Regions from separate parts of the Mus musculus genome. Here all the other regions are linked to region 3. Evidence: chromatin contacts called from public ChIA-PET, HiCAR-type, HiChIP or PLAC-seq, Micro-C and promoter capture Hi-C data. All regions are on one chromosome and are shown on one strand. Each heading gives the region's core, a stretch centred on a gene start, on an enhancer-like site or on the middle of the called end of the contact. The rest is flanking DNA. Distances are from core to core; before and after follow the strand shown. Region 1 overlaps Ube2h (ubiquitin-conjugating enzyme E2H). Region 2 overlaps Ube2h (ubiquitin-conjugating enzyme E2H). Region 3 holds the start of Ahcyl2 (S-adenosylhomocysteine hydrolase-like 2). Region 4 has its middle 18 kb from the start of Gm31221. Region 5 holds the start of Mirc35hg (microRNA cluster 35, host gene). Region 6 holds the start of Hilpda (hypoxia inducible lipid droplet associated). Region 7 holds the start of Calu (calumenin).

Evidence for each region. Hi-C and Micro-C count contacts between places; a contact is called where the count stands out from the background. ChIA-PET counts read pairs in DNA pulled down with a chosen protein or histone mark. HiCAR-type assays count read pairs that join an accessible place to other places. HiChIP or PLAC-seq counts read pairs in DNA pulled down with a chosen protein or histone mark. Capture Hi-C pulls out chosen DNA fragments and counts their contacts.
Region 1: a contact with region 3 is called in an RNA polymerase II ChIA-PET map of memory CD8 T cells, with 8 read pairs. The contact joins the enhancer-like site here to the promoter of Ahcyl2 in region 3. A contact is called at or near these places in 8 of 39 promoter capture datasets (the 3T3-L1 cell line, 3T3-L1-derived adipocytes, the C10 cell line and 4 more), 13 of 484 Hi-C or Micro-C datasets (B cells, the G1E-ER4 cell line, the P5424 cell line and 5 more), 8 of 115 datasets of contacts at active chromatin or transcription factors (astrocytes, bone marrow-derived macrophages, embryonic limb bud and 5 more) and 1 of 9 other capture datasets (embryonic stem cells).
Region 2: a HiCAR-type map of embryonic stem cells shows a contact between it and region 3, with 4 times the contacts expected there. The contact joins the enhancer-like site here to the promoter of Ahcyl2 in region 3. A contact is called at or near these places in 3 of 39 promoter capture datasets (3T3-L1-derived adipocytes, maxillary cranial neural crest and second pharyngeal arch cranial neural crest), 9 of 115 datasets of contacts at active chromatin or transcription factors (bone marrow-derived macrophages, embryonic stem cells, large pre-B cells and 2 more) and 1 of 9 other capture datasets (embryonic stem cells).
Region 4: an H3K27ac HiChIP or PLAC-seq map of embryonic stem cells shows a contact between it and region 3, with 3 times the contacts expected there. The contact joins the enhancer-like site here to the promoter of Ahcyl2 in region 3. A contact is called at or near these places in 9 of 39 promoter capture datasets (the 3T3-L1 cell line, the HPC-7 cell line, cranial neural crest and 5 more), 3 of 15 datasets of contacts at CTCF or cohesin (the NIH/3T3 cell line, embryonic stem cells and pro-B cells), 34 of 484 Hi-C or Micro-C datasets (the Ba/F3 cell line, CD4 T cells, CD8 T cells and 13 more), 28 of 115 datasets of contacts at active chromatin or transcription factors (the NIH/3T3 cell line, the SCID.adh cell line, T-cell acute lymphoblastic leukemia and 16 more) and 1 of 9 other capture datasets (embryonic stem cells).
Region 5: a contact with region 3 is called in a Micro-C map of embryonic stem cells, with 7 times the contacts expected there. The contact joins the promoter of Mirc35hg here to the promoter of Ahcyl2 in region 3. A contact is called at or near these places in 9 of 39 promoter capture datasets (the C10 cell line, cranial neural crest, embryonic stem cells and 4 more), 3 of 484 Hi-C or Micro-C datasets (embryonic stem cells, muscle stem cells and stem cell-derived neural progenitor cells), 10 of 115 datasets of contacts at active chromatin or transcription factors (embryonic forebrain, embryonic limb bud, embryonic stem cells and 4 more) and 1 of 9 other capture datasets (adipose tissue).
Region 6: a promoter capture Hi-C map of liver shows a contact between it and region 3. The contact joins the promoter of Hilpda here to the promoter of Ahcyl2 in region 3. A contact is called at or near these places in 3 of 39 promoter capture datasets (3T3-L1-derived adipocytes, hippocampal neurons and pre-B cells), 2 of 115 datasets of contacts at active chromatin or transcription factors (bone marrow-derived macrophages and memory CD8 T cells) and 1 of 9 other capture datasets (liver).
Region 7: a promoter capture Hi-C map of adipose tissue shows a contact between it and region 3. The contact joins the promoter of Calu here to the promoter of Ahcyl2 in region 3. A contact is called at or near these places in 4 of 484 Hi-C or Micro-C datasets (CD4 T cells, embryonic stem cells and muscle stem cells), 1 of 115 datasets of contacts at active chromatin or transcription factors (memory CD8 T cells) and 2 of 9 other capture datasets (adipose tissue and liver).

Annotation. Positions count from the first base shown.
Region 1 is chr6:30,225,346-30,228,555 of GRCm38.p6, forward strand. The region is part of intron 5 of Ube2h (ubiquitin-conjugating enzyme E2H); the gene reads right to left. Among named protein-coding and RNA genes, the nearest start is that of Gm31221, 49 kb to the left of the region's middle. Within about 2 kb of position 1,841, at least 48 of the 459 cell types and tissues checked have an H3K27ac peak or open chromatin away from gene starts, as enhancers often do. A contact at or near this core is called in B cells, the P5424 cell line, Th1 cells and 2 more, where this site is marked.
Region 2 is chr6:30,270,825-30,274,488 of GRCm38.p6, forward strand. The region is part of intron 1 of Ube2h (ubiquitin-conjugating enzyme E2H); the gene reads right to left. Among named protein-coding and RNA genes, the nearest start is that of Ube2h, 32 kb to the right of the region's middle. Within about 2 kb of position 2,192, at least 17 of the 459 cell types and tissues checked have an H3K27ac peak or open chromatin away from gene starts, as enhancers often do. A contact at or near this core is called in embryonic stem cells, where this site is marked.
Region 3 is chr6:29,767,129-29,770,490 of GRCm38.p6, forward strand. Ahcyl2 (S-adenosylhomocysteine hydrolase-like 2) reads left to right here and starts at 1,315. Exons shown (of 17, transcript NM_001171000.2): 1 at 1,315-1,778. The coding sequence starts at 1,410.
Region 4 is chr6:30,194,725-30,197,939 of GRCm38.p6, forward strand. No RefSeq gene overlaps it. Among named protein-coding and RNA genes, the nearest start is that of Gm31221, 18 kb to the left of the region's middle. Within about 2 kb of position 1,592, at least 8 of the 459 cell types and tissues checked have an H3K27ac peak or open chromatin away from gene starts, as enhancers often do. A contact at or near this core is called in embryonic stem cells, where this site is marked.
Region 5 is chr6:30,172,377-30,175,645 of GRCm38.p6, forward strand. Mirc35hg (microRNA cluster 35, host gene) reads right to left here and starts at 1,749. Exons shown (of 2, transcript NR_126540.1): 1 at 1,304-1,749.
Region 6 is chr6:29,270,711-29,274,265 of GRCm38.p6, forward strand. Hilpda (hypoxia inducible lipid droplet associated) reads left to right here and starts at 1,916. Exons shown (of 2, transcript NM_023516.5): 1 at 1,916-2,100.
Region 7 is chr6:29,346,101-29,349,448 of GRCm38.p6, forward strand. Calu (calumenin) reads left to right here and starts at 2,006. Exons shown (of 7, transcript NM_007594.4): 1 at 2,006-2,108.

The DNA.
Region 1 (3,210 bases), core at 591-3,090, 460 kb after region 3:
CCCCTAGCACCCCATACCTGACGCGGTGCATCGTCACCACACACCTGTGAGCCTAGCACTTGGGTGGTATATCTAATAAAACATGGGAAGTAGGCCAGGACTTACTGGTACACTTCTGTAATCTCGGCACATGGGATGCGGACGGACGCAAGGATGCTCGAGTATGAGACAGCTGGATTATGCAATGAGACCTATTTCCCAGCCAAGAACAACAACAACAACAACAGCAATAACCCAAACCAAAGACCAAAAAAACCAAGAACAACAACAAAAAAATATTGCTTTTTCTTTGCTTTCCCAATTTAATTCTGGGGAGAATGAATCAAGTATGACAATGGGTTAGGCACTGTGCATAGTCATACACGCTTTTGATCTCAGCACTGCGAACACAGAGGCAGGGGGATCTCTATGAGTTTGAGGCAAGCACTGGAACTGAGTTCCAGGAAGCCAAGACTACACAGAAGACTGTTTCAAAAAAACTAAAACAAAATAAAAACAAACAAAACCCCAGACAGACAATGGGTTAAAAATGGCAAACAGTGACTACATTACGAGGAGAAAGGGTGGCTTAGTGGTCAAGGGTTCTTGCAGAGGACCGGAGTTCAACCAGACGCACCAACATCAGGCGGCTCATATCTGTCTGTTACTCCAGCTCAGGGGATGAAGCGCCCCTCAGGGCACTTGAACTTACACATACTCACCTACACGTACAAGATGAAGAATAGAAATAGTTGTGCAAACCATAAGCCAAAGCAGGGGGAATTAGCAACAGTTCTAATTAAGAGGTAAGATAGTAACAGCAGTGTCCCACTAACACATCCCAGGAGCCACAAGCCAAAATCTTGCTGTGTACTCCAAGCCGGCCTCAAATCTCAAATTCATTCATTCATTCTCTCTCTCCCTCCCCCGCCCCCCTCTCGTGTGAGTACACTGTAGCTGTACAGATGGTTGTGAGCCTTCATGTGTTTGCTGGGAACTGAATTTTTAGGACCCCTGCTTCTCCCGGTCGTCTCGGCTCACCAGGCCAACTCTACTTGCTCTTGTCTACTGTCCACTGTAGCTGTCTTTAGACACACCAGAAGAGGGTGTCAGACCTCATTATGGGTGGTTGTGAGCCACCATGTGGTTGCTGGGATTTAAGCCCAGAACCTTCAGAAGAGCAGTCAGCGCTCTTACTCGCTGAGCCATCTCGCCAGCCATGGCTTCAAATTCTTGATCCTTCTGCCTCACCCTTCTTGCCCCCAACAGGCTGGAATTATAGGCATGGGCCACCATGTCCAGTTTGGCCAGACACACTTTGAGCTTTGCTGAGCGCTTCACTTCAACCAGAGGTGGTTACCACCAAGTCCATCCACACATAAAGAAATGGAAGCTCAGGGCTGGAGAGATGGCTCAGTGGTTAAAAACACTGACTGCTTTTCCAGAGGTCCTGAGTTCAATTCCCTGCAGTTACATGGTGGTGCATGATTTAACATCTGAAAAGTAGAGAATTTGCAAGTACAAGTCCCTGAAATGATGGCTAATTGTAGTTTCAGTGGGGCAAAGCAAGTTATTCCTAGATAGCAAAAGTGTCTGTAATGGGATCTGATGCCCTCTTCTGGTATGTCTTAAGAGAGTGGTAGTGTACTCACATACATAAAATAAATATATCTTAAAAAAAAAAAAAAAACCAAAAACCTCAAAAACCCAGAGGCCTACAGAGGTTACCTATTGCTGAGCTTATTTACCATGCTGTGCCCAGGGACAGGCTGTCTCTCTGCAGCTTCCCTTTCTAGCAGAGTGGGCATTAAACACTAAAAGGTCCACACTGACTCTGCGGCTACTTTTTGCTTCTTGTCAAGTCCCCAGGGAGGAAACAGCTCACGCTGCTCATGTGGTTTATGACAGGTGCTGCTGACAAAGATTACTACTGACTGTTCCCACCCAACAACAACAAAAACCTTTTAAAAATAAAGTATAGGTTTTGTTCTCTGACACTCAGAAGGGCTTTGGGGCTAGAGAAACACTGTAGACTGCCTATTACATAACCAGGGGAGTGCTCGTATTCTAGAAAAAGATCTAATAAACTTTTCTACTACTTTTAAGTACCTCTGTCAATGTGCTTGCTTCAAACAATAAAAGAACCCTTGAACATTGGTTCTTCCTTCCGGTTTCATCACTGCTGACCCACTGTTACAGACGTGCTGAGGCACACCTGTAATGGGGAGTGCACAGCAGTCCCGGGTGCAGATCATCAGCTTCTGGGCACCAGAGCTCCTGGCTCTGGCCCGGAGGCAGTGGGACCTCTAGGAATTTGAAACCACAATTAGCCATCATTACAGGGACTTTTACTTGCAAATTCTTTGCTTTTCAGAATTATTGTGAAGGCTGGCTCAGTAAGGGGGATGCTTGCCTCTTAAGCATTAAGACCTGGGAGTTTGAATCCTCAGAATTCATGAAAAAGCCAGGGGCACACACTTGTCATCCCAGTGCTGGGGAGATAACTGCAGAGCTGGGCAGGTCCCTGGAGCTTGACAGACAACTAGCTTTGCCAATTGGTGATATTCTATACCACTGAGAAGCCCTGTCTCAAACAAACAGTTCAAGGTATCTGAGAAACAGCATCTGAGGTTGTAGTCTGACCTCCCAAGAGCCCTGTCTACACTCTCAGGACCCGCCGCCCACCCCCAGTTTGTCCTACTGTCCATCCTCCGGCTGTGCGTGCACCAAACAAACTTACTGTGATTTCAGAGTATTTGTAATGTAAGCATTAGCTTGCAAGCCACATGTGGTAGCACAATCCCAGCGTTCAGAAGCAGAGTTTGAGGTCAGCCTGGTCTATATAGTTGAGTTCCAAACAAGTCAAGGCTACAAAGTAAGACTTTGTTTCACCTATCTCCCCCAAAGAATTAGCTTTGTATATACACTCTGGAAGCCCACTGTCTTATAATATTAAAGCAATAGATATGCTGATAACTATAAAATCTTTGATATAGTTCCTTCATATTTCTAGTTTTATTAGATTTGACATGCATAAAATTAGTTTTGTGAAAATCCATTCCCTTCTGAAGAAGGAAGGGTTTCACTGAGCACCCTTGTCCTTGGCCGCTGGTGGTTGGAATGACTATGGTTCCTAGCGGTGGGCAGTTTAGGAAGCATTAGAAGGTGTGTCTGGAGGAGGGCTTGCCTCCCTCTCTGCCTGCCTACCACCTGCATAGAGGCGAGGGGAGG
Region 2 (3,664 bases), core at 942-3,441, 500 kb after region 3:
GCTCTAGTGCGGCCAGGCTAAGTGTATTCATATATACCAAGGAACAGGTGTCTGCCAGAAAAGGAAGAACTATTAGCATCAAAGGAAACATCAGGAAGGAGTGCTGGCAGGGGCCATGGCCACCAAGACCCCCGAGAGGAGAAGAGTGCTGGACATGCGCAGATTAATGAGATCACCTTACGCAGCTTCTGTGCCAGCTCTTTCTCAAATAACCCTCTGGCTGTGGCATCTGACTCCCTGCTATGTCTACCACAGACACACAAGACACTTGTCCACACTGACAAATACTGCCTTTCCAGTTTTAACTTTCAGATTTGTGAGATTTGTTCATCTAAGGCCAAAGAAATTACCTTGCCCTTAGTTCAAATTACATACTTATGTAAGAGATAAGGAAAATAAAGGATAGTTAGCATGAGAGGTCAGGATGTAAGACCCAAGTTCAATACCTGGGACCAACATGGTAGAAAAGGGGAACTGACTCCACAAGTTGTCCTCTGACCACCTCGTGCACACTGTGGCACAGTGGGAGGTTGGGAGGGGGTTTATGTGTGTGTGTCTGTCTACAAATATACACACAAGGGGAAGGAAGAAAAGAATCATTTGAGGTTAATCCAAATCAGATGACTATATCCATTTCTTCCCGATAGATCTCACAATGTAGACAGGCTTGCTTCAGTACAGTATTTACACCTTAGAAACCACTACAAACCACGGTTTCGCTTGCTCCAGGGCAGGTGGTCATCATTTACACACAGTCCGTGTTACTACTGCACAAAGTCTGCCATGAAGACGGCACTAAATGAAAATGTCCTTTGATATTTTCTTCTAGCTCCAGAGCATTCTTTTACCATCAGTAGATGATAGTCTAAACACTGTGAGATGGGGGCTGGAGAGATGGCTCAGGGGTACATAGCACAAACTGTTCTTCCAGAGGACCCTGCTTCAATTCCTAGCATCCACAGGGTAGCCCACAACAATCCCTAACTTCAGTCCTAAGGGATACAAATGCCAACTTCTGGCCTTTCAGGGCACTAGGCACTCAAGTGACACTTAGACAAACCCACACAGGCAAAACACCCTTACACATAAAATACTTAAAAATTTTTTTAAGCCTAAGATGTAAAAACTTATTTTATAGTTCTCAGAATTACAGAAGGGTGGTAATATGTCTTTAATCCCAGTACTCAAGAGACAGATCTCTGTCCAGGGCAGCCTGGTCTAAATAGCGAGTTCTAGTCCAGTGGGATAATGCAGAGAGACTCCAGTCTTGGAAAAAGAAAGAAAGGGAGAAAAAGTCATTGAATAAGAAGAAAACCTTTATGTCTTTCAATCCAGCTGTTGTATCATTTTTCTAGAATACCAACCAGAGATGATTATGTCCAAAAATTCCTACTTTCTCTGCATTAAAAGTAAATTGCAAGGCTGGGCATGGTGGCACATACCTTTAATTCCAATACTAGGGGAGACAGCGGCAGGTGGTTCTAAGTTCAAAGCCAGCCTGGTTTACCCATGGGGTTCCAGAATAGCCAGGACTACATAGAACCTGTCTCGAAAACAAAAACTAAAAGGAAATTACAAGAGCCTATTACAGGAATGTTCGTTCGCCTTTCACGCCAGCTGCACCACAGTAGAGTCAGAAGGTTTTCTGTAGGAACCCTGCTCTGAAAAGATCAACTCTGCCTTAACAGCTTCAACATTTCTAAAGTAAAATAGTTCTCTTGTTATGCAGATTACGGCGTAATCGCTGAAGAATAATCACGTTTGTTTGTTGGAGGCACCCGCTTAAGTATCTGCACAAGCCCAGTCTCCAAACCAAGGAGTATTTCCAAATACAAAAGAACTACTGGACTGCCTCTGGCTCAGCTGCCTCCTGAGGAGGGCAGGGCATGCCCTCTTTCCAGCCCACAGTCAGGCAAAGTCTCCATTAGAGCACTCCTGAGGTGTGGGCTACAGAGGTCAGAGTCCCCCAGTCCTTCCCCAACAAGTTTATTTCAAAAGTGAAGTCCCTTCTTTAGAACTCAGAATATAATTCCCCGTAACAAAGGTCAATGTAAACTGACGCTGGCATGTATCTGGCATGCACTTTCTCAATCTGAGATATTAATCCTCACCCACATCACTCTCTCTGCTAGAAAACCAATGTACTCAGAGTTCTGAACTGAGACACTAATGCCTCCCTCTATCACTGGAACCTCTATGCAAATGAAGCCCTTCTCTTTCAGATGGGAAGACAAAGGAAGAAAGATCAGAGCTATGTAATACATGGCACAGGGAGAAAAGGTCAGGGGGCAAATGACTTGAAAAGGGGAAGACCGATCTGCGTACAAAAATAACTGTGGCACTTGCATGACTTGGTAGTGGCATGCCTTGGATCCCAATATGTGGGAAGTGAAGGCAGCAGGAGTTCAAGGTCATCTTCAAGAGCAGTCTGGGCTACACGAGACCCTGTCTCAAAAAGGAGGGTAGGGTATACAGGGCTGGGAAGATGCTCAGTCTGGAAACAAGAAGACCAGATCCCTAGGCACCCTCAGAAAAGCATCTGACTCACCTCTGATTCCAGTACAGAGGAAGACAAGCTTATCTTTGTTTGGGAGGAAAATGAATTCTGGGGAGAAGCTGATAGATAAGCCTTGTATAAAGAGTAGCTCCAAGCTAGGTGTGCTGGTGCAAGCCTCTAACCCCAGCTCTGAGGAGACAAGACACAAGAATGTTTCAGTGAGTTTGACACCAGCCTGGAATCACACCAGGTTCTAGGTTAATCTGGCCTACATAGCAGAATTGTCAAGGAAAGAAAGGGAGGGGGGAAGGGGAAGGGGAAGGGAGGGGAAGGAGAGGAGGGAGGGGAGGGAAGGAAGGAAGGAAGAAAGGAAGGAAGGAAGGAGAAGAGAGAGAGAGAGAGAGAGAGAGAGAGAACAAGAGAGAGAAAACGAACCCCAGTGTGGTGGCATATATATTTAATCTTTGCAATGCCCATAAATTCAAAGCTTTAAAAGCAGGAAGAGGCAGGGAGGGAGAGAGGGAGGGAGGAGAGAGACAGACAGACAGACACAGACACAGACCCAAAACAGTATTGCCCTGGTAGCAAAAAGCAGAAGACTGGAAGGAAGCAAACAAGGCACAGAGAGTCCTCCACTGTGAGGCTGCTACAACAGGAGCATGAAGAAGAGTACAGACTGTGGAATAAATGCTTGCCTGTGGCTACCTGCATTCATTCAAGCCCTGGATTCCATAAGGGTGGAGAGAAAGACCCAACTTCACAATGTTGTTCTCTGTCCTTTTGCTATAGGGGCACGCGCACCACCGACCCCACAAATAATTTTTTAAAATTACTCAATATAAACCAAGTATACTTCCATATAAAATTGAAGTTTTAGAGTGCAAACTTTCAAAGTTGGGAAACACAAGGCCAAGCACAGTGGTACACATATTTAATCTCAGCACTTGAGAGGCAGAGGCAGGCATATCTCTGAGTTTAAGGCCATCTGGGTCTACACAGTGAGTTCCAGGACATCCAAGGCTATTCAGAGAGATCACGCCTCAACAGCCCACCCCCTATAACTGATTGGAAAACACAGTATTTAAGTCAATCAGCATCATTATAAAATAAAAAAAGCCTAAGTGTTTATTGTTTATAAATTTTTTATTGTTTATTTTTTTATTGTTA
Region 3 (3,362 bases), core at 65-2,564:
CTCTGTGTAGTCCTGGCTGTCCTGGAAATTGCTCTGTAGACCAGGCTGCCTGCCTCTGCCTCCCAAGTGCTGGGATTAAAGGCTTATGCCACCACCGCCTGGCTTTTAGTCTGATTTTTAAAATTATAAGCATTTATTTCCTTTTATCATTAAAAGACTATTGGAGAACTCTTCTTAAAAGAAAAAAAATTCTATCATCAGTAGAACATTACTTTCAGGTAAGTTTCTTCTTTTTGTGACAGGCTTTGGCTAAGCAGTCAAAGCTAACCTCAACACATTTCTGATTCTCAGGTCTCTGTCTCCTGAGTGTTGGGCTTACCACTATGACCAAATGGTACGCAATTTTATTTTATTTTTGTTATTAAAAATAAAACTGGCAGCTGGTGATCTGGTCAAAAGTTAATTGAATTTGTTGCTCATTTAGAGGGCCCAGGGTAGATTCCCAGTTCTTTTCTGGTCCTTTAATTACATGTGTGCGGTAGAATTAACTTTTTTTTTTTTTTTTTTAAAGACAGGGCCTTGCTTCATAGCTCAGCTGGCCTCGAACTATTATCACTGGTGACGCATACACTTCAGATGTTCAAATTATTACTGCGTACTCCACCATACCCTGACGAGATTTCTTTCTTTGGGGATTTGATTTTAGTTACTTAATTCAAGAGTACGCCAGAAAGCATGACAGCAGGAAATGGCTTATTTCTTTTCTTCTAGAAACCAACCCACTGAAGAAAGGCTCGGAACGGAATGGAGAAACCCCATGCCTTCTAGCCTGGAGCCGGAATTCATCTCACCTGACCTGCCGCTTTTCCTTTAAAGGCCGCCCACGTGATAGCACACATGCGCACACTCCGGAGGAAATTCACGCCGTCAGGGGAGCGAGTCATTCTTGCCCCCCACTTTCCCTGGGGTTTCTGGCATTCCTTTCCGGAAACCACAACCCCTCTGGAGACATTCTCCTCATCTATTCCGTCGCGTCATCCGTTTTTATACTTTTCTGTTAGTCGCTGTCCTGGGAGTTCCCTCTCCATCAAAAACTACTTTCCGGAGGAGGGACGAAAGGACTACAACTCCCAGGGGACTCTGCGGCCTATCCCCCACCCACCCCCCCGCGAGGCGAGCGCAGTGCAAGTTGGTTGCTGAGGTCCCACGGTCTTCTAGTCGCGTGCAACCCGGAGCAAGCGCACTACAGGTTCTGTGGCGCCTCGCGCGTGAGTCAGACAGGGGTGGGGCGAGGCTCGAGAGGCCGGGCTGGCGGCGAGCGAGCGGGCGGGCGGAGGAAGGGGGTGGGAGCGGAGGCGATGGAGGGGAGGAGTGGGGGTATGGGGGAGGGAAGGGGAAGGGAGGCGGGAGGCGGGGCCGAGTGGGAGCTGGTGCGAGAGTCAGAGTCGGCGGTTGCAGTGGAGGCGGTGATGTCGGTGCAGGTTGTGTCAGCAGCGGCAGCCGCCAAGGTGCCTGAGGTGGAGCTGAAGGATCTGAGCCCCTCCGAGGCGGAGCCCCAGTTGGGACTGAGCGCGGCGGCCGTGGGCGCCATGGTACCCCCAGCGGGTGGCGGGGACCCAGAGGCTCCAGCTCCGGCTCCCGCGGCGGAGCGGCCCCCGGCCCCCGGCCCGGGCTCGGGGCCCACCGCGGCTCTGAGCCCTGCGGCCGGGAAGGTCCCTCAAGCGTCCGCCATGAAGCGGAGCGACCCTCATCACCAGCACCAGCGGCATCGCGACGGCGGCGAGGCCTTGGTCAGCCCCGACGGCACGGTCACCGAGGCGCCGCGCACGGTCAAGAAGGTACTGGGGTCGGGCTGCCTCGCTTCTCGGAGAGGCGGGGAGGGCGGGCACGGGAGTGGCGGCCCTTCAGGGCACGGCGGCACCCGGTTCCACACCCTCTAGATCGTGGAGCCGAGAGTCTTCTCCCACCCTTGAACCCGCTCTTAGAGCGGCCGCCACCCGGTGCTCCGCTGCGAAGCGAAGCCTCTAGGTACCACGGGCGTACTTTACTAATAACATGGAGGTAGCGCCCTTCACTACTACTTGAACGAGGCAGGGGGAGGAGAAGCACCTACTACTACACCCGGCGCCTCCAGCACACTCCCGCGTGTAATTTTCCGGACTGTTCGGTGGCATAGAAAAACCTTCCCTCCAGCGATAAGGATAGCAAGATCTTTTTCCTTGGAGAACGAGGAAGCTGTAGTTAGCTCTCTCTCATGAGAGCTCGGGAAACCCTCTGAGTTGCCTGGCTTCTGTACAGATGATGACTTTCTGCCTTTCTGTGGCCAACAGCTCTCCACAGGGTAGTACTGATCTGTGCCCTTCCTTTCTAGCCATTGCAATTCTCTTGTACTGCGATTGTAGACCGGTAATGGAAAGATGCTTCATTCACCCTGAAGAGGGCTGGTCTCTAGGATTACCAGATTGTACCTGAAGAGAATGCTTATTTTATTCATATCTTTATCGTGAGCAGAAAGTGTTAGGAAGAAATGCTTGCTACTTTGAGGAAAGTAATCGTTTGGGGCTGTCGGCTTCCTTCATAAATAGAAACGTGTAATGATGGTACCCCCGAATTATTTATATATTGGCTATACCCTTTACCCACTCCCCTCGTTTTTTCTCCCATTTATTGATGTCAGCACAAGAGGTAAAAGACAAGATCTGTGGATCATCTAAAAAAAAATGTGGCTTTCATTTCTTGGGAACAGTATGAACACAATGATTTACGTTTTTTCCCATTATAATGGGTGCATTTTGTTCCGTCAGAACAACAGTAAAAAAAGATATGAAGTGTACATTGGGTTTACTATGTAGAGTTTAGGTGAACCTTGGCTCCAGCAAAACATTTTGTTGTAATTACCTCATGACTTAGGGCAGTTAACTTTTTCATTTGGTAGTGCTAAATGATGTCAGAGGCAAGACTGAAGGAATTTAACAGTGCTTTAGGGCATGCTGTGTCCTTTGCAGTTTGGTGTGTTGTCCTCCCCTCTCCATGCAATTATAGTTAAATGGAGGAATTACACTTAAAAGATGCAGCCTGGGCTAGTGCTGGAAGTACTTAGGTCAAAATTAGGAAATCCAAAGCCTATTTCTCACTTGTTAAGATGGTTTGTAGCTTTGGCCAAATCTTTTTCTTGTGACTGTTTTTTTTTTTTCCCTAAAGTTTGTAATTTAGTTCTTTTAAGGGTAAAATGTTTAACAATTTACTTTTAGAGTGAAGTTTATACTTAGGTGCAGACCTAAGTTTGAACATAGTACTCCCTTCCCCAGATTTAACTTTTGAATAAGTCTATAAGGTAATTTCTCCAATAAAATGGGGGTACTAATTATGATTAAAGATTAAAAATGTTTATGGTCATCACATAGAACTTGGTACCTACAGTA
Region 4 (3,215 bases), core at 342-2,841, 430 kb after region 3:
GAGTATTTAGAAAGCAACCTGGAGCCAGGCGTGGTGGCGCACGCCTTTAATCCCAGCACTAGGGAGGCAGAGGCAGGCGGATTTCTGAGTTCGAGGCCGGCCTGGTCTACAAAGTGAGTTCCAGGACAGCCAGGACTACACAGAGAAACCCTGTCTCGAAAAACAAACAAATAAATAAATTAAATAAAGTAAAATAAAACTCTCCACCTGGGGTGTGGGACACACCTTTAATCCCAGCACTTGGGAGGCAGAGGCAGGAGGATTTCTGAGTTCGAGGCCAGCCTGGTCTACAAGAGTGAGTTCCAGGACAGCCAGGGTTACACAGAGAAACCCTGTCTCAAAAAAAACAAATAAAAATTAAAAAAAAAAAACAGAAGAAGAGGAAGAAAAGGAAGAGGAAGAAGAGGAAGAAGAAGAAGGAAGAAGAAATAGGAAACCCCCTTGGGCATGTTCCCTGCTGTTGGTGTGTCAGAGCTTCCTCACCTGCTTCTTCAGAGGATTGTCAGACTTGCTTCTGAAAGGATGTGTGTGTGCAAAAGTGTGTGAATATGTGTATATATGTGAGTGTAAATGTGTGAGTGAGTGTGTGAGAGTGTGTATGTGTGAGTGTATGTATACGTGTGAATGTGTATTATGTGTGAGAGTATGTAAGTGTATGTGTGTGAGTGTGTGTATGTGTGTGAGTGTGTGTGTATGAGCGTGTATGAGTATATACGTGTGAGTGTATGAGTGTGTCAAGCGCGCGCGCGCGCGTGTGTGTGTGTGTGTGTGTGTGTGTGTGTGTGTGTGTTGGAGGCTGAACACAAGGCCTCATGCATGTGTGTATCCTCATGTCGTATTTGTATTTGGGTCGGACCCGAATGAATGATTTTGAGAATGAGACTGTAATCAGGAAGGCAGGGCGGGGCTCTTGTCTGACAGTGGTCCTTCCAGCAGAAGAAGCAACAGGCTACACATTCCCACCATGTGTCCCCTCAGCTCCCAGGAATGTGGGCCACAGCAGTCAGAGCAGAGGAGAGTTGTCGTTCCAGAAAGTCGAGAAGAGAGATGTGGTGGATGACTGACTGGCTGCCCTGCCAGCCGGTTGCAAATTATTCATGGGGCAGGACATGAGCCTGTGGAAAGAGCCAGGCCTGTGATCTTGAGGGAGTTCTGTCTGGCCTTGCGTCACTCTAGGACCATCTGTGAATGACAAGTGACACGGGGCAGTAGGAACGATGGTGGCCTCAATGTCTTTTCGATCACCGTATATACATTTATGCAGCAAGGCCGACAGACCATCAAACACAAAGGCATCCGTGAGCCGTGAGGGGACTGAGGCCCAGCCCAGGAAAGGCTGGTACCTAAGGACCAGGGAACACCTTGCCCTCCACTTATCTTGAAAGAAAACAGAGAGGCAGGACACTGCGGGATGTCCAGGGTGGAGGCAGGGGCCAGAACACCGGTCATTTCCCTTGCAAAAGTGAGATTCAAATGTTAATGGTATCAGAGCGCAGGGAGGCATCTGGGCACACATGTGCCCTGGGAGGCTCCCCACCCCTACCTCTGCCTGGGGTGGGGGTGTGACACGTGAGTCACAGGGTTGGCAAAGGAAAAGCACTGGGCGGGGCTTCTTTCTGGCTCCTCCTCTTCCTCTAGGTCTGAGCTCCCAATCCCTGGGCTGGTTATTTTCCAGGTTGTTGCTGGGGCCAGAAATGATTGTGGGCTTTGGGCCAACTCTAGACTCTGCATGTCTCCAGGACCTTCTTGGGGGCCCAGTTGCGGAGGCCGAGATGGTCACTTGGCTTCCGTGAGCACATGAATTAGTAATGGCCACCGATCCTGCTGGCCCTGTGCCCTCTTTCCAGAGTAAGGTGGTAATCTGAACTCAGACGCTCATGCCCCCAGACTCCACTCTACATTGGTGGGGCCACCAAATACCTCCCCTCTCCCTCAAAACGAACAGAAATGCAAACAGGGGCTTCATCAAACTCTGAGCATTGACTGTTCATATGGTCACCTGTTATAGTGGTTCCTGGACCGGAAATGTCTGGAAATTATCCCGGAAGTCTCTCAGGACACCTTTACTGGCATGCAAAGTGGGTTTTTTGTTTTGTTTTGGTTTTTTGTTTTGTTTTGGTTTGGTTTGGTTTGGTTTGGTTTGGTTTTGGACAGGGCCTCCCTCTCCTCGCCGGAAGTGATCAGGTCTATGTTAGGCCCTCTCTGAAGTCAGGTGCTAGGGGCGTACTAACCAAGCTGGCCTGGAAGAAGAGAGGATTCTGGGAAAGATGGCAGGGGCTTCACTCCAGCACCTGAGATGATGATATGCGTCTGACCCGGGACTGCAAGCAGCTCCTCTCCCCTTTCTGGGCAGGGGATTTGCCCCATCCCTCCCCCTGGATACACCTTGTAATCCCTACTCCTGCAACAGCTTTGGATGTCCCTTGGAGTCCCAGGCTATCTCTAAACCTACAGCTACCCTTAGGTACCAAAACGTGTTTTTCCTAGGAGCCCTTGTAATTCTCCCCAAGCAGATAGAGCATCCTTACATGACCACATCGCACACTGAAGATAAATGCCCTCAGGAATTAGGCCCTGGGTGAGGGAATGGAGAGGCCAGAGTGGAAGGGAAACTCTGAGGTGGGGGTGGGGCACATCCTAGGTGGAGAGAGTGAGATATGGGGGCAGCCTGAAACACTGAGAAAGTGGGGTACAAATTGGGCAGACCCAAGACCTTGTGCATGGAAGACAAATGTCCCACCTTCGGGCTGCACCCCAGCCTTTTTGATTGCCCTGAGGGTGACATTGTGGGGGGGGGGGGGTGCTTTAAAACCCAATTAGTGAGATTAATTATCTTCAGGCCTGGAAAGCAAGTTGTTGGGAAGCAGGCTGGACCTGCCTTCCTCACGTGCTGTCCGGCTGTCTCCTCACATTCACCTACTGGATCTTGGACTTCAAGCCTGCAGAACTACAGTTCAAACCAGACCTCTCGGGTTGGCAAGATGCTTGCTGCTAAGCCTGATGATGACTTTCAGGGACATAAAAATTATCTATGTTCCAGTTTCAGATATTCCGTTATAACTTTAAAAAGGAGACTATGACATGGGGTATCAGGTGCGGGAAGACCAGAGTGCTCTTCTCTAGTTGGAATTTTTACAAGGGCCTCAAGTTTCAGCCTCCGACCTGTCTCCATGTCCCCAGGAGTGAGGACGGAGCTCGGTGCTGGCCCTGCTCTA
Region 5 (3,269 bases), core at 499-2,998, 410 kb after region 3:
AATACTCCTAGTGGAAAATAAGAATAAACGAAATCCTCACAAGGGAGACTATTACAGTGAAATTGTTTCTTCTTTGTGTAATAATCTCCCACCCACTGACCCCCCTCACTGTTTGAAAGGGTGGCTAGAAGCCCTAAAGAAAACAAGTGGAGGATGAAAGGTGGGCTCGGTTTACTGGGTTTCTTAGAAGGCTTGATTGACCTCGGAACAGAAATCTAGAAACATGATGCCCAAGGTTTGTCTAGGCAGAGGGTGATGCAGGCTAGACTGACTGTGCACGGAGTCTCAGGGCGGACGTGTAACACAGGTACCTGGCTCAGTGTGAAAACTGGACTCTTAGTCCTCAGGAGGTTAGCCAGCAGGAAACCTAGAAGGCCCTGTCCTAACTATCTCTGACAGAGACGGCGCCCAATAGGGCACCCGCCCCCCATCTCTGTCCCTAATCTCCTAATCAGAATTGCATCCCTTGCGCTAGCAGATCTTTCTACTTAGTGTAGGGGTGCCAAGGATGAAGGAAGGGCTCAGCCTGTAGGGCTCCGCAGAACTGAGCGATCCCTGATGCCTGGGCTGCATCGCCACTGCCGGTAACTATTGGATACACCGACTAGTAAAACATCCGAGACATGTTCCGGGGGCAGGATTCTGGGGACCTGGGAGCAGCCCTTGCTAACCGAATTGGTTCGGACTCAGAACTGGTATCCGCTTGCTCCAGGCCGGAGGATACAGAAGGAAGGCAAGCTGAGTTCTTGGACCAGCTTTTCCCAGGGGACTGGGCGGGGCAGGCTCCGGGCCACGGAAGCGATAACCAACCTGCAGTGAAACCCTGAGAAGGGGCTGGAGAAACCAGCTCGACGCAGGAACGCTCCCCAGCCCGCGTCGCGGCCAGCCTCCCGGCCTTGCACTTCCTCCCAGGCCCAACAGGGCGGCGAAACTCCCGGGACCCCAGCCGAATTCCTCCGGGAGGCGACATTAGGGCGGGCAGCATCAGGCACCGAGCCAAACCCAACCTAGGCTCAAAATGCCCCCCGCTTTCTTCCCGCCCCGGGAACCGCACTGGATGCGGTGCACATGGTACTGAGGGCCCCGTCCCCTGGCACCTCGCCGGCATCCCCGCCAAAAGGCCAAGGAAGTCAGGAATTCACAGTGCCGCGTCATCCCCGAAGGCCACAGCCACGACGTGGCCTCTGCTTGCCCCTCCGGCCGCCCACAAAACTGGGTGCTAGAACTGTTGGCCCTCCGGCACCCGCTCCACCTTCTCCCTGGCCCAGCACTGGCTCCGCCCGGCCCCGCCCCGCACACTCACCTGCGCCGGCTCCGGGCTGGGCTCACCGCCGCCTCCCAGCTCTGCTCCGAGTCCACACCCGAGGAACTAGGCAAAAAAAGGGCCCTCGTTTGGAGCGGGCCCAATGGACAGAACTTGAGGCGTGCCCAGGTTGAGCCGAGAGCGGCGCCCCAAATCACCAGGACCTTGGCGGGAGGAGGTGGCGCCGGAGCGCGGAGCCCAGCGGGGGAACAAAGAGGAGCCGGGATGGGGCCGCGCGCTTCCTGGGTGTCGGGTGACAGGTCTGCAGGGGAAGGCCCCGGCCGAGCCACCTGAGGAGGAGCCTCTTCCACGCAGCAGGCGGGGTAGGGCTGAATGGTCACCGAGCCCCAGAGGCAGACGAAAGGGGTGCACCAGGTGTGACGATCGTGTTCAAGGAAGGAGGCTAGCAGGCTCCGGCGCCGAGACCCGGGGGCTCGACGGAGTGCAGAGATAATGACTCCGGGAGGGTTTTACCGCCCCCAGCGCCCCGCCCGCCCCCCGCGCCGCGCCATTGGCTCAGGTGCTGTGGGGCGGGGGAGGGACGGGAGGCGGACCGAAGATGATTCACCTTGAATGTTGCTCCGGTTGGTGCGCGTCGTAGGGCACGCCCGACCGGGACTGCGGATACGTCGCGAGCCCCGCCTGTTCGCCGAACCCAGCTGGGTTTGGCCCCTAAGGGGTCCCGCTGCCCACTCGCTGTTCTAGCCTCCTACCTTGGGCTGGGGTGCCGCCGGCCGAGGTGTGCCCCGATGCCCTACCATCCCACCTCCCTCTGAACCCCTTGCTAGCCAAGGTGTGTGTAGCACAGCAAACTTGGAAATCCGACTCTGGGCTGGGGGAGGGGAAGTGCGTTTGGAGGCCAGGAGTACTGTGGGACCACACTAGACGGTACTCTGCAGCCGGAGAACTGGCCACAGTCTGTTCTGCCTCGGTGGGAGCACCCTGGCCCGAAGGTAGAGAGTTGGAGTGGGCACCAGAGGCTCGCCACTCGTCCTAACCCACCTTTGCCTAGCCCTGAAGCCTCACAGGTGTCTGGCCGCCGCCGCCGCAGGGAACAAAGACCGCCTGTCCCGGAAGGGGGAGGGGAAGGGAAGCCACCCCCAGACCCCTTCCCATCTCCCTTCCTGCCCCTCCACTGCCGCAGTGGCTCCCCCGGGAGGGGGCGGGGCCATCTGGAACGAGGACGGGGATTAGATCCCTCGGAACCTTCTTAGCTAGGATGCCACCCCGGAGCCTCTGGGGAGGAGCAGAGTTAAGGTACACCCTAGCTGTCTCGTTTGAAGTGGCCTCTTCCTTCTCCCCAGCATCCTGAGACCAGAGAGTGCGCACATCCCCCTCCCCTGCTTTGAGCGCCCTCCCATTCCCTGCCGCGCCCGGCTGCCCCAGACGGCAACCACAGTTCAAAACCAGATTAAAATAAAACGTTAATCCGCCTTCCTCCCTTTTAGCTCCTAGTTCTCCCAATGAATCCGGGCAGGTCTGACCGCCTAGAAGCCTCTAAAACCGGGTGTGGGGGTGGGGTGGGGCTTAGCTGATGTTCCCACCAAACTAAAGGGCCCTTGCGCTGAGACTGAAAACCTTGAGCTCAAGCGAAGTAAATGGATTAGGGGAACCGAGCCCCTGGATTCCTCCCTCCCCTGCTGTCTGCCAGGGTCCGAGAATGACGCTGCAGATACGAACCCTTCTAGATACTCAGCTCCTGGGCAAGACCTGCTTCAGCCATGGATGTTACAGACAGATGGCTCCGGAGGCAAGACCCACCCCAAGGCAGGAAGGCCAGGACCCGCTTGTCCCTCTCCCAGCACAGTTGGGGATGGGACGTGATGCACCAGAACCGAACAGGAAGAGCAGGGCACGACCCGACAGACCTCAGGGGGGTGTGGTGACTCTACATTAACCCTCCCTGTCCCGCCTCCTTCCCTTTCCATCCCTGTGGCCCTGAACCTCACTGCCGGCCGGCATCTCC
Region 6 (3,555 bases), core at 666-3,165, 500 kb before region 3:
TAATAACATGAAGACTGTGTTAAATATGTACAGACTGCCTTTTCTTTTCCTGGCTTATGGCAATCTTGTACGAATGCACTCATGATTTATATAGCTGGTGGGCTGGCTATACTGATGGGCTATACTGATGGGCTTTCTCAGTCCTCTGCCACTGTGAACAGTGCTGGAGTCCTTACTCCACAGGAGGGAGTTTACCTGAGGGATGACTCCCAGAAGTGGAATTCTGGGTAAAGGGGGCACAGACACTTTACCCAGTGTCTGTATTTACACTTTTCAGTATAATCATAAACTGAACTGATATGAGTTGCTCAGAACACTGATTTCCACCTCCTGTGCTTGCCAGCACGTCTCTCTTCTTCTAGGTACATCCCCCACCCTCTGTGACAGATGCGATGTCCTGAAAAGTAGGGGAAAGGTCACAGCGGAAGTTTGCTTCCTCCCTTTAATTCCGTTTAGTTTAGAGGCGAGGGCTTCTCCCACACATCGAATTGGCTCTCCCAAGGGTTCATTGACTCATCCTGGAAGTCATGAGAACGCACACCAACCCCCCCCCTCCTTGTAGTAACTATCGTGTTCACTTAGACCTGCCCCTAATTCTTGAGGGCTTTCCCCACTTGAGGGCTTGTCCCAGGAATCTTTTCTGAGATTCCCCCTTTGGGTCAGCACCTCTCCTTTGCGTTGGTTGGAGCCGGCAGGTGACTGGTAAGGCAGGTCAGTTTCCAGGTATGAAATCTAGACCATGACCTCCTCCCTCTCTAGTTCAAGCAAAAGGCAACTTTAAAAGAAAATAGCTTATTTTTAAAGAAAAAAAAATAATCTAAAATCCAATGCCCTCCCGGGGTACCGGAGCCACTGAAGGCAAGGCGATCCGTCCAAACGCCGTAAAAAGCCGAGACCAAAGCCAGGACAAATATTTTACTTTCATTCGGGAGGGCTCGAGAACAGTCGCAGGTACACTACAAGAACCTGACTCAAAAAACAAAGGAAGGAAGGGAGGGAGGGAGGGAGGGAGGGAGGGGGAGAGAGAGAGAGAGAGAGAGAGAGAGAGAGAGAGAGAGAGAGAGAGAGAGAGAGAGAGAGAGAGAGAGAAGAGAAGAGAAGAGGAGAAAAGGAAGAGAAGAGAGGAGAGGAGAGGAGAGGAGAGGAGAGGAGAGGAGAGGAGAGGAGAGGAGAGGAGAGGAGAGGAGAGGAGAGGAGAGGAGAGGAGAAAAGGAAGAGAAGAGAGGAGAGGAGAGGAGAGGAGAGGAGAAAAGGAAGAGGAGAGGAGAGGAGAGGAGAGGAGAGGAGAGGAGAGGAGAAGAGAAGAGAAGAGAAGAGAAGAGAAGAGAAGAGAAGAGAAGAGAAGAGAAGAGAAGAGAAGAGAAGAGAAGAGAAGAGAAGAGAAGAGAAGAGAAGAGAAGAGAAGAAAAGAAAAGAAGGGCTGGTGAGATGGCTCAGTGGGTAAGAGCACCCGACTGCTCTTCCGAAGGTCCAGAGTTCAAATCCCAGCAACCACATGGTGGCTCACAACCATCCGTAACAAGATCTGACTCCCTCTTCTGGTGTGTCTGAAGACAGCTACAGTGTACTTACATATAATAATAAATAAATCTTTAAAAAAAAAAAAAAAAGAAAAGAAAAGGAGGGCGGAAGGAAGGAACTCCTGCGGGGCCTTCCCACACTGCCCGGGCGTCACTTCAAGTACTGCATCCAGCAATGGGGGAGGGGGTAAAGGCGCCTTTTGGCTCCTGATCTTCTAGAAGGCGGCCGGTGAGGCTGAACCTCATGCTGTTCACTCTGGACTGCAGTGAATCAACCGCGAGCCGCGTGCTTTCCGTGACTCCCCGAGAACTCTGCGGCGACGCTGCTGACGCAGGGCTGGATGGCCAGCGGACGTGCCCCAGGGCGAGCTCGTGCAGGTTCGGTACGCGTGCGCAGTCTCCGAGGAGCCTCGCCCAGAAGGGGCGGGGCTTTGGGAGGTCCGTTTGTCTTTGGGGCTTATTTCTATCCAGAGCAGTGCCTGCGTGGAGCTTCCACGTTGCGACTCAGCCGACCTTCTTCCTTACTCCTGCACGACCTGGTGTGACTGTGAGCAGCCGTCTCTCAACTTTTCCTTCTGAGGTAACTGGCCCAGGACCCCCCAGGCCGGAGGCCGAGACATGGATCCCTTGTCCCATCGGTCGGGCTACTTGCGTTCGAGTCAGGGCTTTGCCTCCACCGGCTCTCTCTGCGTCGCCCAATCTATGAACTCCATGGGCCACCTTTGTTTGCCCACCAGGTTTCACCAAAGTACCTTAGCCTTCCCTTCCTGTCACCGCTTTAGAGTGTTGTGTAGTAACTGCCCCTTTGAAGGCTGAGTTCTTGTCTGTAGGACGACCATGTGGCCCAGAGTACCTTTCAGAGTGCCTGAGCTATTTAAAAGCATTCAAAGATGTTTGGATAAATTAACTAGATTTGACTCTTTGCTATTTTCTGTTTGCTACTTTTTGTTTTGTGGTACTCCGAATTGAACCTAGAATCTTGTATGTGCTAGATACAGCTTATACCACTCACTGGGGTGCATTACCTACCAGCCCCTTATGTTTACTTTTGAGACAAGGCTTCACTAAATCTTCCAAATTAGCTTTGCATTCTCTATAGCTCGGGCAAACCTTAAACATGCATTCCTTCTGCCTCAGCCTCCTTCATAGCTGGGATTACAGGCTTTTGTCACCCTTATCGTTTATATTGACGATATTATATTCAAGAAGTTTATAAATCCCCTGGAGGTGGTGGTGGCGGCGCGGCGGTGGCGGCCCGCGGAGGCCCGCGGACACCTTTAATCGCAGCCCTTAAGAGGTAGAAGCATGGAGGATCTCCGTGAGTTCGAGGCCAGCCGTACAGAGCTAGTTCTAGGACAGCCTGAGCTACACAAAGAAACCATGTCTCTGGAGGCAAAAAAGTTTGTAATCAACTTGGATGTATGATACAGGAGAAACTTAGACAGGTTGTTTGCTCTAGGACATATCCCTATTTCTTATTCTTGGGGCACTATGCTAGGGTGGGCAAGCACTCTATATACCACTGAGTTATATTTCAGCTCACTTTTTTTTTTTTTTCGAGGCAGGGTTTCTCTATGTAGCCCTGGCTGTCCTGGAACGCACTCTGTAGACCAGACTAGCCTCTAACTCAGAAATCCTCCTGCCTCTGCCTCCCAAGTGCTGGGATTAAAGGCGTGCACCACCATTGCCCTGCTCCACATTTTACTTTTTGAGTCAGGGTCTCACTAAGTTGCCCATGATAGTTTTAACTCACTGTGTAACTCAAGTATGCACCACCAGCCACACCTATCATTTTCTTGTATTTTATATATATACATGAAATACACACACATATACATTCATGGAGGCATTTTGCCTTCATGTTTTGTATCCTGTTTGCTGTGCATCATGGGTGTGTGTAGAGGCCAAAAAAAGGACTTCAGATTCCCTGGGACTGGAGTTACAGATGGTTGTGAACTGCCGTGTGTCGGCTGGTCCTCTGTAAGAGCAGCCAGTGCTAACCATGGAACCATCTCTCCCGCCCAATTTTCTTTCT
Region 7 (3,348 bases), core at 756-3,255, 420 kb before region 3:
CTGGCTGATTAGACCCTCAGTGATGTGGTGAAGTCAGAACATTGCTAGTACATAGCCAAATTATTTTGGAACATATTTAACCTTCTTAATATCGATTTATTTAAGAACCTTTTACTTCTCTGTAACTGACCTAACAGCTTTATTAGGCAAGTCATGTGGACTGTAGAAACAAAACACTAATTTCCTTTGGAATGTATGGCTTAGCAGACCACTAGCTTTCACAACTCAAGAGCTAAGCGCATCATCAGATAATTTATCTGAGGGTTATACGGAAGGTTTTTTTTCACTTTGCTATAACCCATTCTCTGATGTTTCCATCAACGTAATTGAAAAGTAATTTTCTTTGTTCTATTACTATAAAAACTTCATCAAACTGTTACTACATTGGTACATGAAATCTGGGTTCCTAGTCATGGTCACTCACATTTGGCTCCATAATAAACTTTCTTTGAGATGAGAGTTGTATTTTGAGTTGGTGGTTTGGATGTTCCAAACAGTAATTGCACACTTTCCTTGTCTTAGGGCAAACTGATTTGCTTTATTGTCTTTCATGAACTTAGTCTTTGTTTTGACTGGACTTAAATTCTAGAGGCTTTGCTATTCATTTCATACATGTTGAAAATAAAGTAGCTCTCAGGCTGGTGAGATGGCTCAGTGGGTAAGAGCACCCGACTGCTCTTCCGAAGGTCCAGAGTTCAAATCCCAGCAACCACATGGTGGCTCACAATCATCCATAACAAGATCTGACTCCCTCTTCTGGAGTGTCTGAAGACAGCTACAGTGTATTTACATATAATAATAAATAAATCTTTAAAAAAAAGAAAGAAAATAAAGTAGCTCTCAATGAATACATGTTTTAATTTCATGGCATTGAGTAGGTGATGGGTTTACTAAGGTTATATAGTTCAGTGGTAGAATGGACAACTAGAATCCTGCACAGAGTCTGGGTTCAAACTCTCCTGTCCCCCGCCCCTCCAAACAAACAAACAAAAAAACAAATTGCTAATTTCCTATGTTTCTTTTAAATCAGGGGCCTTCAACGCAACGGGTTTCTTCCATTCAGTTTCTTCTATTCAGTTCACTTAGTATTGCTGAGAATTTCCTTGGACCTGGGCTGTAAGCTGGGAGCTCCTGATGTGTAAGTCAGGCAGATCTTATTTTGGCACTTGGTCTAATCGAAGACATAAGGACAAGCACCGTTATTAAACAATATCTGGCTGCGTACTGAAAATGCAAACTGCCAGGAAAGCACATGCGTATTATCTGTTTACTGACCAGGAAAGATTCCTAAAACTAACACCTTAACTGAGCACTGGCAACTTCACGACTACAGCTTCCCCTAAGACATTCCAGGATGACAACCTGTTTCATGACTGATGGCTTTCAGTAGCTGAAAAATCGAGAAAACATACTTCAGGCAGAGGAAGCCGCTTTGTGGACAAAGACCACATGGGTGTAAAATGTAAGGCTGTAAGGCTGTTAGGGGAGGCCGGGATCATGATGGTTTAGGCAGAGATGCGAAAGAGCATGGTGGGTGAGAATCGAAGCTGAAAGGTGCGTGTTGGCGGGGCGGAGAGCTGCTCAGTAGATCTGACTCTAGAGCCAGAAGTTGGGCTCATTCGCAGTGGGTGGTGACGTTACAGCGGGACTATTCCGGCCCCAGGGGCTTGGAGGCAGGAAGAAAGCCATCGGAATTACACTAGAAGCCTAGGGAATCAGGGTTGCCTGCCGTAAATGAGGTCGTTGCGGTCAGTGGGCCAAGGTCAGCGAGCCGCGCCCACACACCCAAGAGCAAGGAGCTGGGACTCAGAGTCCCCACGGGCTGGGCAACCCGAGCTGGGCGGGAATCCGGTCCACGCAACTCGGCGCGCTCGCGGGGACGTGGCGATTTCCAGCCAATCCCGGCCACGCGATTGTGAGACCAATGGCCGTACGAAGAAGCCATACGTCAGCAGTGATCGTGCCGGGGATTGGTGTGAAGACCCCCGACAAGTCGGATGGGGGCGGGGCCATTAACCACTTCCGGTTGGGCGGTGCTTGTGCGCGGGAGCTCACTCCCTGGGTGAGCCGCAGCCACGGTATCCTGCGGCGTGGAGCTCCCGGGAAAGGTAAGTTCTGTGGTGCTGGGTGGGTCCTGGTTCGCTCTTATTCTGTCCGTCGGCCCTGTTCCCCATTCGTAGTGGGTGTCCTCACTCCGGTCTCAGTGCACCGGGATGGGCCCGAGGCTCCACTCTGGCCCTCAGAGTGCGGTCCCCGACTTGCTGTCCCGCAGCTCTGCGGAAAGGGTTGTAGCTCCCGGGCCCTGCGCCCTCCTGGGCACCGTTTTTGTGCCTGGTTTCGCGCGTCCTTGATCTCCTCCCCGGGTTCCTCCACTCAGTGTCCCTGGGACTAGAGGGTCACTTTTGTTTGTTTCCTGAAGGTCGGAGAGAATTGGGTAGAGAGTTTTAGTATCCGCTCCCTGCCACCTCGCCGGACTCTTGGGAGCTGCCACCCCGCCCCAAGGCCACATCCCGAGAATTGAGTTGCAAGTGCCAAGAAAGAAAGTGTTAGCTGTCTTACAGGGTGTAGGAACATGGAGAACAAAACGATTGAAAACATAATGTCATTATTTTTAAAACTTCTTGTTAATTAGAAAAGAACGTCGCAGTTTTCTATGTTTGGCTGGATATTGTCATTAATGGAAATAGTTTTCACGTGTTAATTAGGGAGTTAATTACCTTTAAGTAATCACGGGTTTTTTGCTTGTCATTCCCAAGTGTTCTGATTTTTGATATGCTGTATACAGAAGTGAGCTTAATTTTAATTCGCGATAGTTGCTGTAATTAAGAGTGGTTTGCATTTTGTAAAGTTCCTTTTGCATGAGTGGGAAAGATCAGTGGATCTGCTAAGACTTTTGGTTCTTTGATCGAAATTCCTAAGCGTTCAAAGCCTTGGAACAGGGTTTTTTAAGAATTGCATTCACTTCCTGTCATGAACCATCAAGTCAGCATTAATAAGTTGGGAATGATAGCGCTCCAGTTTAATTTAACATGAAGGTAGAGTGACCTGGAGTGGCTGATAATTATTCTTTGCTATACCTGAAAGCTGACCCAGGAGAAGTATATATTTGACCTCATTCAGTTAGATTTAAGTATCGAGCAATAGTCACTGCTAAAGAACTTGTGTTCTTCTGTCCAAATGTGGGACCAGAGAGAACCTATTACTTGTGTGTAAGATACCTATTACTATTACTATGTCTGTCTGGTCCGACTATGAGTTTGGCAGTGTTTCAGGGGTCTCCAACAGGATATTTTGAAGATTCAAAAGGAATCATGAGCTCATAAAAAATATAAAGTATGTGTGTATTCT